Regions from separate parts of the Mus musculus genome. Here regions 1 and 3 are each linked to region 2. The links are chromatin contacts, called in public promoter capture Hi-C maps. All regions are on one chromosome and are shown on one strand. The core of a region is the stretch at or near the end of the contact, and the rest is flanking DNA. Distances in the headings are between cores, read along the strand shown.

The links. Promoter capture Hi-C pulls out the DNA fragments that hold promoters and counts their contacts.
Region 1: a promoter capture Hi-C map of liver shows a contact between it and region 2, with 3 times the contacts expected there. The contact joins the enhancer-like site here to the promoter of Strbp in region 2. A contact is called at or near these places in 6 of 39 promoter capture datasets (the HPC-7 cell line, cranial neural crest, embryonic stem cells and 2 more) and 1 of 9 other capture datasets (embryonic stem cells).
Region 3: a promoter capture Hi-C map of liver shows a contact between it and region 2, with 2.9 times the contacts expected there. The contact joins the enhancer-like site here to the promoter of Strbp in region 2. A contact is called at or near these places in 3 of 39 promoter capture datasets (the HPC-7 cell line, hippocampal neurons and liver) and 2 of 115 datasets of contacts at active chromatin or transcription factors (embryonic stem cells and pancreatic cancer cells).

The regions. Positions count from the first base shown.
Region 1 is chr2:38,469,522-38,473,251 of GRCm38.p6, forward strand. All of the region lies in intron 2 of Gm39799 (a long non-coding RNA gene), which reads right to left. Among named protein-coding and RNA genes, the nearest start is that of Gm25081, 9.0 kb to the right of the region's middle. Within about 2 kb of position 2,375, at least 79 of the 459 cell types and tissues checked have an H3K27ac peak or open chromatin away from gene starts, as enhancers often do. A contact at or near this core is called in the HPC-7 cell line and liver, where this site is marked.
Region 2 is chr2:37,701,616-37,704,955 of GRCm38.p6, forward strand. Strbp (spermatid perinuclear RNA binding protein) reads right to left here and starts at 1,730. Exons shown (of 18, transcript NM_001379315.1): 1 at 1,577-1,730.
Region 3 is chr2:38,539,875-38,543,671 of GRCm38.p6, forward strand. All of the region lies in intron 1 of Nek6 (NIMA (never in mitosis gene a)-related expressed kinase 6), which reads left to right. Among named protein-coding and RNA genes, the nearest start is that of Gm35808, 8.3 kb to the left of the region's middle. Within about 2 kb of position 1,892, at least 45 of the 459 cell types and tissues checked have an H3K27ac peak or open chromatin away from gene starts, as enhancers often do. A contact at or near this core is called in the HPC-7 cell line and liver, where this site is marked.

The DNA.
Region 1 (3,730 bases), core at 1,125-3,624, 770 kb after region 2:
CTGCCTCTACTACCATTGTGACTCCCCTCTCCATGCCCTAATAAACTCTGTTCTATACTAAAAACAAAAAAACAAAAACAAAAAAAACAAAAAAAAACCAAAAAACCAAACCAAACCAAACCAAACCAAACCAAAAGCCCAAAAAAACAGAAGAAAAAAAACCCACTAAAGTAGGCAGAGGTTACATCTTGGTTCCCAATAAGGGCAGAGATGTCACTCAATAGCAGACAGTCTGACCCAGGGTTCATGTTTTGGAAAAGTACCCCCCCACACACAATCATGTCTGTTTGAATCCATCCCTGAACCCTGACATTTTTCATCTGTATGGTACCTCTGACAACCCCTGTCTATTGTGTCCCTGTCATTGATGAAGTTGTTCCAGAAAGAAACTGTGAGTGTGGCTGTTGTGAGGTGTTGATCACCAGAGATGTTAGTAGGAAGCAGGAGCCGGGAGGGGGCAACTGTAGTGTACTGAGGAGCAGAGATTGGACCAAAGAGCAATTTTAGTTCAAGCCCTCCAGAAAACTCTAGGAAGGAGGGAGGTCAGGTGGAACTGCATAGACTCTGGACCAAGTAGCTGATGTACTTCTGGGGCACTGGCCCCCAGGACTGTTAGCATGACCCAGCCAGAGCTGAGCACAGCCCTGTGGCCAATGATAGCCTTAGGCAGAGGCAGGGCCTAAGATTCTGGGGATGGGGGTGGGGGCATACACACCCCATCAGCCCCACCAAGAAACAATTTAAGGGAGAAAGGAGTTACTTATCCTTAAGGTTTGAGGGATAAAATCCATCATGCAGAAAAGGCAGCTTTCCTTGGGAAACACAAGCTACACCCGCACAGGTGTCTGCTTATGAACCAGGCAGTGACTCTCATCCTCCTGCACATCGCTTGGCCTCCAGGGCTTTCCAGAACCTTAGTGCAAGCTCCTATAGCTATCTTACTCTTGCATTCTGTGTGTTCGCAAAACCAGCACCTTGTGAGTGATGCCACCCTAAGATGTAGCTTAGATTCTCTGCACTATTTCTCCTGCCTGTGTTTCCACAGTGCTGGGATTATAGGCACACTCCCCCACATCCAGCCTTCTGAACACTGTAAACCACCTCGACATAACTACTCACACCCAAAACTGTGAGTTCCATACACAGCATAGGTAGGCTGTGTGGTTTAGGAAATAATGCCTTGGCCATGGTGGCACATGCCTTTAATCCCAACACTCAGGAGGCAGAAGCAGGTAGAGATCTCTGTGAGTTTGAGGCCAGCCTGGTCTACACAGTGAGTTTCATGACAGCCAGGGTCACACAGACAAGCCTTGTCTCAGAAACAAAACAAACAAAAATAATGGAGAGAAAGAAGTTGAAAGTGTTCACTACAGATGTGGGATTTTCTTTTACAAATATTTAATCCACGTCTGTTGATCTTGCTGATTAGGGTCATTAGACTAATGGTGTTTGTCTCTCTTTCTCTATCCCTCCCTTCTTAATTTATTTCTTCTCTGCCTCTATACCTCCCTAGTTCAGGAACAAGATCAAGCCTGCTTGCTTGTCTGTTCCTTATCCTATCTTTCTGTCTGTCTGTCTCTCTCTCCTAATCTCTCTTCCTCTCCTCCATGGTTTGTCTGTGCCATGGTCTCTTACCCTGTCCCTTCCCCTTATAAGCTTGTGACCTGGACTTTGCTCTGCTGTTCCATTTGAATCTGGCCAAATACAGCCACCTCAGTCCAAGCCGCATATCTCACTTCAAATACCCAGCCAGGAAGGAAGCCCAGCACTTCTGCATCCCAATGCCCAGGGAACAGCTGGAATCTAGGTCCATTTCAAGTCTAACCAACTGTTATCAAGAGATGAGAGAGAGGAGAGACAATATGGCTCCCAGCGCTTTACATAGAGGAGTAGGGTCTTAGAAAAGTGATGTTGAGAGCCATCCAGAAGGACAAAGAATGACCAGCAGGACCTGGTCAAACATGGGTTTTGACTGCAGTTCCAACTCTGGTCTCCCCCTTTTGTCCATGATCATTTGAACCTCAGGACAGTGGCTGAGGCTCAGGACTTGGGAAAAAACACTTATTGGGAGCCATGTGGTGATCTTCCGGGATCCCTGAGTTTAAGGCCCAATTATTTTTTAAGCTTGTCTGGGAAAGTTGGACAAGTCCTTGATTTCTCTGAATAGTTTTATCATCTGCAAAACAAAAATCTGGGTTCTCACAGCTGTGATATTTTAGGACCTAATCTAGCAGCACATCCCAGCTGGTCTGGATTGTCACCTGCTGGGTGAGTGCTTCCTTCCCATCTCAGCACAGAAACAGTATTGAAGGGTCTGGGCCTCCCAGGGAGGAAGTGGAACCAGGGGCCTCTGCATCCTACACACACACACACACACACACACACACACACACACACACACAATTGAAATCTCCACTGATGTGGCCTCTGCCAGTGACTCAGTGCTTGCCTTATCTGATTGTCAGGGTCGGTTCCTAGAAGTTGAAAGTCATTCTTCTACAGTCATTGCCACAACTTCGTACCACGAGGCAAGTTCTAATTCTGTCTCTCCGCCACAGAATTGGGAGGACGAAGGTGACAATGCTTGGGGTTTTCCAGGAAAAGTCTGGGCTGTAAGTCTGAGGGCCAGGCAAGACACCAAACAGTGAGAGACCAAGGACCAGTCAAGTCACGGGGACAGAACAGACCTGTGGAGAGAGCAATGGAGACAAGCTCTGGGCTCTGCCAGCTGGCCTGTGGGACCTGGGACTTCTTAGTCAGGTGCCATCCTCCAGATTTCACTTTCCAGAGTAACTGCTAATGTGGCTCATACAGTGTCTATACCCAGCCTAGAGGGTAACTAGACAGAGGGCAGAAATCAAGTTGGAGAGTGGGTCTGTTGTATCACCTGTCATGTCTAATCTTTTGACATTGAGACGTGACTTGGTCATCTAAAAACTTCACACTAAAGAACCATGCAACCAAGGTCAAACACACATACACACACACATATACACACACATGCACAGATATGCATAGACATGAACACATGCACAGTCACACATTCATCCTTGTACACCACGTGGGTACACAAACACATGTGCTCACGCATGCACATGAGAGTACACACACGCACACACACATGCATACACACCTTCAAGTTGCCCTGCTAAAGGGCCTAGAAGCTGTGGGTAATTGCCTGACATATGCAAGTCCTTGGGTTTAATCTTTATCTCTGTGGGGGTGGAGTAGGGCTAAGTAGGTGTTGTGACCTTACAATGCCTATGCACTTTGCATGCTACTTAGTCATTTCATCTTGACAATATGTTAGGTGACTGCTGTTCTATTCCTCCATTTCACAGAAAAGAAAACAGAAGTATGGAGATGGTGAGCCACTACATAGTAAATCACTGTACAGTGAACTCTATGAGGGCTGCTGATTCATCAAGGCATGTGCTTGCATTCAGCAAACATGCTCAGTGTGTGAAGGGTCACCCCACATGTGTGCACAGGAAGGAAACCTTTGATGGCAGTGTTCAGAGCATGTGACACTCAGTAGAAATGGATTCATTCATGAGCAAGTGACAGGAAGGGGACAAGAATAAGAAGCCTTTCTATGCCACCACAAGTAACTGTGTGACCTAGCCTGGCCACAGTCACCTTCCTCTGTGAAATCCCCTCACACTAACATCTCCCCCATTTAGTTCTTCCCTTCTGCTTAAGTTCTGCCATTACTGTATTTCCCTAGTAA
Region 2 (3,340 bases), core at 480-2,979:
TAGCTACAGCCATAAACCCATAAACACCTCTCCTTTCCTTCAGTATAAGTACTATTCCTTTACATTTTCTACTACAAAATACCCTTTCTTCTGTCCCCTGCCTACTCCTTTCATTTCCTCTACATCCTACTACTGATTTCCCTTCAAACATACCCCCTACATCCTACTACTGATTTCCCTTCAAACATACCCCCGCTTCCATCTTCCTCCTCATTCCCAACTTCTCTCCACACCTCCTGCCCTGGGAATATTTCCATTTACACACACACACACCTTACCTACCACTCCCATATTTCCTCTCCCTCCCTTCTGCTCACCACCCCACTCTCCATCCTGCCACACACCCCATCCCTTTCCAGGGTGCTCCCAACCTCAAGGTTTCCTCTTCTGCTGGTGCCCACTAGAATTTCTCACACAAACACCCTCCGCTTCACTCACTTCTGCTGCCCTTTTACTGCTACACACACCTCCTGCCTTGACATCTCTCTCCACCCAACCTAAAACCTCCACATAACCTCCTTATCCCCATTTCTCTCCCAAAGCCCTCAAACTCAGTACCTGTGTAAACCACTCCTCCTCCCACTTGCTCTATCCTCCTCTACCCTGAATACAGAACCAAGCCATTTTCCCCAAGCCTGTCAACCCCTTCCTGTCTCCTTCCATACTTCCCAGCCAGATACTCACTAGGGAACTCCTGACGTCCTGGGCGCACACACACAGACAGACATCTCCTGCCTGAATACCCTCAATTTCAACCGCCACCATTTGAGAGAACCCCCTCCTCTGACACTCCTTCCCTCCATCTTTTGGGGCTCAGCCTGCTCGCCACACTCCCAGCTACGGACCCCTCCTCCGCCATTTCCCTTCAGGCGTCCGGTGGCCTTCCCGCTGCCTGCCCCATTCTCTGCCCCTCACAAGCAGCGCTAACCAGGGCATCTGCTCCTTCCATTTCTGCCTAGAGGTGCCCATCTTGTCCCTCCCTCCACCACCTCACTTGCCCCTGCCCGCCCCAAATCCCCCTACACACCCATCCGAATCCCCAAACGGAACGTCCTCCTTCCCTCTCGAGCCCGACCTAGGCCCCCATGGGTCCCCCAGGCGTGCCCTTGAGGCCCTGGTCACCGTGGGGCCGGGTCCCTCAACGCTCCCTTACACCCAAATCTGCCCACACCCTGTGCCCGCCCCCCGAGCCTCTCCCCAGCTCTTGCCCGCAACGTCCTCCAGCACCTGCCCCGAGTCCGGAACCCTCCCACCTCCCCAGAGCTGGCGCCCCGCACGCTGCCCACGCCCTCGGGAGGTTCAGGGCCGGGACCCGCGACCCCGACCCCGAAAGCAAGCAAGGCGACCCGCAGTCCTGACGCGGACCGGCCGGGTACCGCGGCGGCGACCACAAAGCTCAAGCCGCGGGGCTGGGATTGCGCCGCGCTCCTCGCCTCAGCAGCCGCCGCCGCTGCTAAGGACGCACAACAAACAATGCGGGGCCCGGGCAGCCTCCGCCAACTGCCTCAACCGCCGCCTCAACCGCCGCCCGCCCGGGACGGCCCGCCGCGCAGGCGCCGGCCCCGCCGCAGCCTACCCGCGCCGCCGCGCTCCGCCCGCGTCCGCTCCCCGCTCCCGCTCCGCCGCCGCCGCCACCTCGTCCGCCCGCGTCTCCGGCTCCTCAGCACAGCGGCGGCGGCTGCGGCGGCTGCTGCCTTGGTGGCGCTCGCGGATCCGAGCTCGGCTTCGGCAGCGACCGCGGCGGCGGCGGCAAGCACGTGACGCCGCCGAGCACGCCCATTGGCCGATCCAGGGGGCGGGGCCCGCGGCTGCTGGGGAACGGAAAGCCCGCCCCATCGCCCTCCGCGCGCCCCCTGCACGCGCGCTCTGCCGCACCTGAGAGCTCCGGCCAGCGCCCGCCGCCGCCGCGCCGCGCTGTCGCCTGCGTCAACTGCGCACCTGGGAGCGCGCAGGGCGCTCAGGCCCGCGGCCGCCGCCTGCACCTGCGAGACCGCTTACGTAAACTGCGTCCCGCCCACCTCGCGGCGCCTAGCCCGGGCCGCAAACCGTACCTGAGCCCCGCTGTGCCTGCGGCGGTAAGCGTTGCTGGGCGGAGGCCAACTGCTGAAAAGAGCTAAGCGCGCATTAACTTCGTAACTGCAGGTTCTGAGAGCTGCTCCCGGCCGCAATGAGAGCCGGCTTCCCCAGGTTCTGCGTCCCGGTGCGGGATGCTTCTCCAGCTCCAGCCTCGGCCTTTACGCTAACGGAGTAAGCGCCGCAATGCCTCCCGGGTGGAGGAGGGGCAGGCAGTACCTTGGCTGAGTAAGAGACTCCGATCCCTCCTTGATTCGCTCCCCCTCCCACTTGCCGGTTGTGTGACCTTGGCCAAGTTACCGAACCGCTCGAGCTTCAGTTTCCACTTCACAAAAACTAAAACTGTAATTCCTATTTAAGAGCCGTTGAGCAGATGGCATAAAACAATAGATATGAATTTTCCTGGCACATAGCAAGCACTGAACAAAAATCAAAATCTCCTCTCCCTACTCCACCCTTAATGGCCCGGGAAATCCTTTCCCTCCTTATTTCCCTCCTTAGGTCTGGAGTAGTCTAGCTAAACACCTACCCACTTTGTTCCAACGGTGGTACTGGGAAAGAAATAAAAGGTTCAAGTTTTATTTTACAGCTCTACGTTGGCATCTTCTTAGTGCCTAGCATTCTCCCAGGGGGTTCAGCCCATGCTTAGTGTGTGTTGCATGCTCCACACTCGGCAGGGTGCTAGAATGCACTGAAGAATAAGTCAAGGTCCTTAGCCTAAAGCAAACCTAGCAAAGAACCCCACTTAATTTGAGCAGACAGTAGGGGACTGACCTCCCACACTCCCCCTGGTAGGTCCCCTTCTCATCTTGCTCCTGTACCAGACTCAAATATTAACAGCTCTGGACTGGAAATGATTCTCAATAATACTTGCCTGACATGGACAAAGTCCAGGGTTGCATCCACAGCACTACCAAAATATATGACCTCAGTACTTCATTCACAGAATATGTTAATACTTAGAGTTAAAAAGCTTTGAGTATGGCCTTCAACTTCAGGACATACACACTTCCCATTGCCCCTCCTTGACACTTCATTAACAACAAAGCTGTCCTTTCCTAGCTATCCCCAGGTCTGTAACATATCCCTGAAGTCTATGCTAAGCCCCAGATCACTATGTCTGATTGGCACCTCATTCTAGCCTTCTGGAAACCTGGTTGTTCTATCAGTTTAGAACATACTCCATCTGGAGCCCCTTGACTGCCCTGAGACACAGGTCCAGACTCTTCCTGCTTGTGCATCACCAGTTCAACAATGCCTTGTTATG
Region 3 (3,797 bases), core at 642-3,141, 840 kb after region 2:
AGCTACCATATGCCAGTGTCAGCCCTCACAGCAGTGCTCCTGCAGATGGGGTGCAGGGTAGAAGTGGCTCTTGTTCTGGGGAAGGCAGGTGTGGCCTGTGGAGCGAGGCCTGGAGCAGGCCCGGGGGCAGTCGATGCTATCCTCACACCCTGTAAGAGCACAGAGGACATGGTGGCCTATGGAAGGGCTACAACCCAGCCTGCCACTGTACCTTTGACTCTTCTGTGTCCTCTGCTGGGAACTCCTTTCCTCTCAGTCCAGCCCTGCCCACCTTTCCAGCTATTGAGAGGGATGGAGGGGTACTTGGTAGCAAGAAGCTGTGTGTGACCGCTCTTCCCTCTTCTTGAGGCTCTGTTAGATGCCTTTCTGGCCTGTGGCCCCAGTAAGAACAGGGGCTTTTGTTTATGGCATCCTGGGTTTCCCAGTTTTCAGCTCGGTTTCTGCGTAGAAGAGGCATCTGAAGGGCTTGGAGAAGAGGGGGAGGAGAAAGAAAGTCTGGGAATGCTCTACTAAGACCACAGTTCCTGGACCTATGGCCTTGTTCTAAAGAGCAAAGCACAGTAGGAGAGTAAGGATGGAATCAGAACAATGGCCCCACTGTTTGGGTGTCTGTTGGGAGCCAGGCTCAGAGCTGAGCACTTCTGACCCTTGTAATGTCATCTAGTCCTCTAGCATTCTGGGAGAGGAGATGCTGTCCTTGTCCCCATGTAACCTATGAGAAGACCTGGGCACATAGTGGGGGATGTGGCAGAGACGGGGCTCAAGACTGGCGTTGGTGTTTGACAAACCCTCTTTCATGGTCAGCAGATAGGCCTTGTCCAGCATACAAATAATAGGAAGAGCCAAGCTGTCATTTATATTAAAGACCCGCCCCCTTATGCATGTTAGTGCGTCCATGTGTGTGAATACATATGGGGGTCCAGAGATCAACCTCAAGGGTTAGCCCTTGCCATCTACCTTATTTGAGTCTCCTTGTCTGTGGCTGCATGCACTAAGCTAGCCAGGCTGCAAGCTTCCAGGGATTCTGCTGCCCTGTGCTCCCATCTCACAGAAGGCGCGGGAGTACAGACACACTACTGTGTCAGCTGACTTGGGTCTCACACTTGCTCAGTGAGCCTTTTCCCCACTAAGCCCGAGAAGGGCTAAGCTTTTAAAGGGCCAACAAGGACTGTCGTGCTTGGTGGGGTAGAACATGGGGATAAGGGAAGGATCTCTCTTCCCTCCTGGCATCCAGTGTCCAAGTGCCAGGTGTCCAAGAGCTCGGGGGTTGGGGTGGGGAATCCCTTTGATTGAGTTGTCTAGGGCAGAAGGGATGATATCTCCAGGCTGGAGGAGCTGACCAGGCCATCCCAGAGCAGGTTTTAAGCTACCTGCATTGGCTTCCATACCGTCTGGTGGCCACTGCCGCCAGCTTGTACTCCCTGGTAAGCAGGAGGCTCTGTAGGGGTTGTGACAAGTTCCATTCACCATGGAGGTGGCAGTCCCAGCTATTTTTGGAGCAGTGTGAGGTGGGGGAGTTTCCTTTTGGTGGTGCTTGGGGACAAGAGTCTTGGGAAGGGGAAGTCCCCAGCATAGGCAGAAAGGGCCATGTCCCTCACCCTCTGGCCATTTGGATCCCTGGAGACTTAGGGCACTGTACCAGCCCTCAACCCTCAGCTAAGTAGACTTGCCCTGGGGCTGCTCACTTCAGGAGGTACCAGACCAGCCAAGCTCCTACCACAGGGAACTCTGTCCCCCTTTCCTGCTACTTGCACTCCTGGGGGCTTGCCCAGCTAATAACAGGGAGCCAGACCCTAGAAACCTCCAGATCCTGAACTCAGAGGGTTACCAGACCTAGCTGCACCTCTGTTACCCACTGCTTCCTCAACTGCCTGCCAGCAGGGGCAGCCAGAAACAGCAGCACTGCCACTTGCCTGAGAGACCTTTGCCACTGCTGTGGGGCACGGCAGGTGCTGCCAGCCAGGATCCTGTTAAGCAGTCCCCAGGCTTTGTTAGAACTCCTGGGGTAGTGGTGGGGACAGGTGGAGCACATGTCCCTGGGGTAGAGTCTGAAGCTAGGGGTGGTCAGGTGGCCCCTAGGGATGGCTGACACTCTGCTGGGCCTAGGGACAAGCTTGAGACAGACCTTGAATCTGGAGCCACTTGGGGCTACTCTGCTGGTTTTCTCCACCTGTTGTTGCTTGTAGGAACAATAGTGTCTGAGAAAGGACATGGGATAGATGGATTTCTACTCTTCAAGAATCTCTGCCCTGAAATGTGGCTCTGGCCAGTCTCTTCTCCTGAATCCACTGGTAACCTTTATCTAACAGTCCTCTGTGCCCACTGAGCTCTGGGGATGAGTGACTTGGTTTCTACCTTTGAGGGAAGGGAAGGGAAACTTCCCAAAGGGCCAGAGCCAAGGGGCTATCGACACACTGCAGGCAGGAGAGGGAATCTAAGAGTGCTGCCTGGAGGAGGCCGTGCGGTTGGGTATTGGGGTAGGAGTGAATTTTGCCAGGAGACCATTTACTTCAGACATAGAAGAGCCTGCCAATGCCTGGAGAAAGCTTCATTTCTGAGGTGGAGGCACAGCAGGAGTCACTGAGGTGGAAAGTTTCTTAGAAAGCCTGGGGTAGCTTCTGGCTCCTGGTGATTTCCAAAGATCACTTTAGACTTTCAAAGAGAGTCAGGGCTGGGACCACACAATTCCCATTCTTACCAACTTGATAGGCCATCTAACTTCCCTGTGTCTCAGTTTCCTCATCTATTAAATGGGGGTTGTAGACAGCCACAGGAGGGGATGTGTGCATAGGACACATTTAGCAGATCTCAGCTTTATCTTGAGTAGTTTAAACCAGCACCCCCCCCCCCACGTGGGACTCCACCCTCTCACTCTTCCTCTGAGAAAAGAGTGAGATCATTAGCGTCCCTTTGTTACCCAGGAAAGGTAACTGAAATGTGACTAGGAACTAGTGTTGATTTTTACAAGTCCTGGGAGCTTGTGTCTGTGTGGTAGAAGGTTTTGAATGATAACTTCTGTCTGACCTTTGGCTGTAGGGATTACAAGGCTTTGGGGAGATTCTCCACCCGCCAGTGAGAATGTATCTAGTCAGCTCTCATTTGTGCCAGACCTGGGCAAGGCGTGCTGGTGCTGGTGCTGGTGCTGGTGCTGGTACTGGTGGTTGGTATCTGTGAACCACCACGGTTAGCAGAGTAACAATCAATTGGAGGCAAGAAGGCAGTTTGGTTCAACCTGACAGTAGCCAGTATTGACTCAAACTGTGAGAGTCTGATCCAAGTAGTTTATCTTAAATGTATTCAAGCATGGCACAATTTGGTGAAAATGTTCCTGGTGATAGATAATTAAATCAATCCTGCATGCACAATAAAGCTTAAGACATGACTGCATGGAAACTCTTTGTAAAGTACATGTGATATCTTCAATAAAGGTGGGTTCTGTAGATTGACCAGCTCAGGATAAGGGGCGAGGAGCATCTGATGTGGTTCTACAGTGCAGAGGCCACCAGGCTATTAACCACATCTGCCACCTGCATTCTGAGCAGATAACAGATTGTGCATGTCTGCTTTTGTGTTTTTAAGCCCCTGTGTTTAGCATTCCTGGTTCCGTTGGTACATATCTGTGTGCATAAGGACCTCTGTGCCTCCCACAGCCTAACAGCTTGAAGATGACCCTATGGTCAGTTTCTACTCTTGACAGCTAGCTTCAGAAACAGATGTAATGACAAAGGAAGCAGTCTGTGTCCCCAAGTGTTGGTTTTAGGGGAAAATCCGTGTGGACCCTGTCATACTGGGACAGG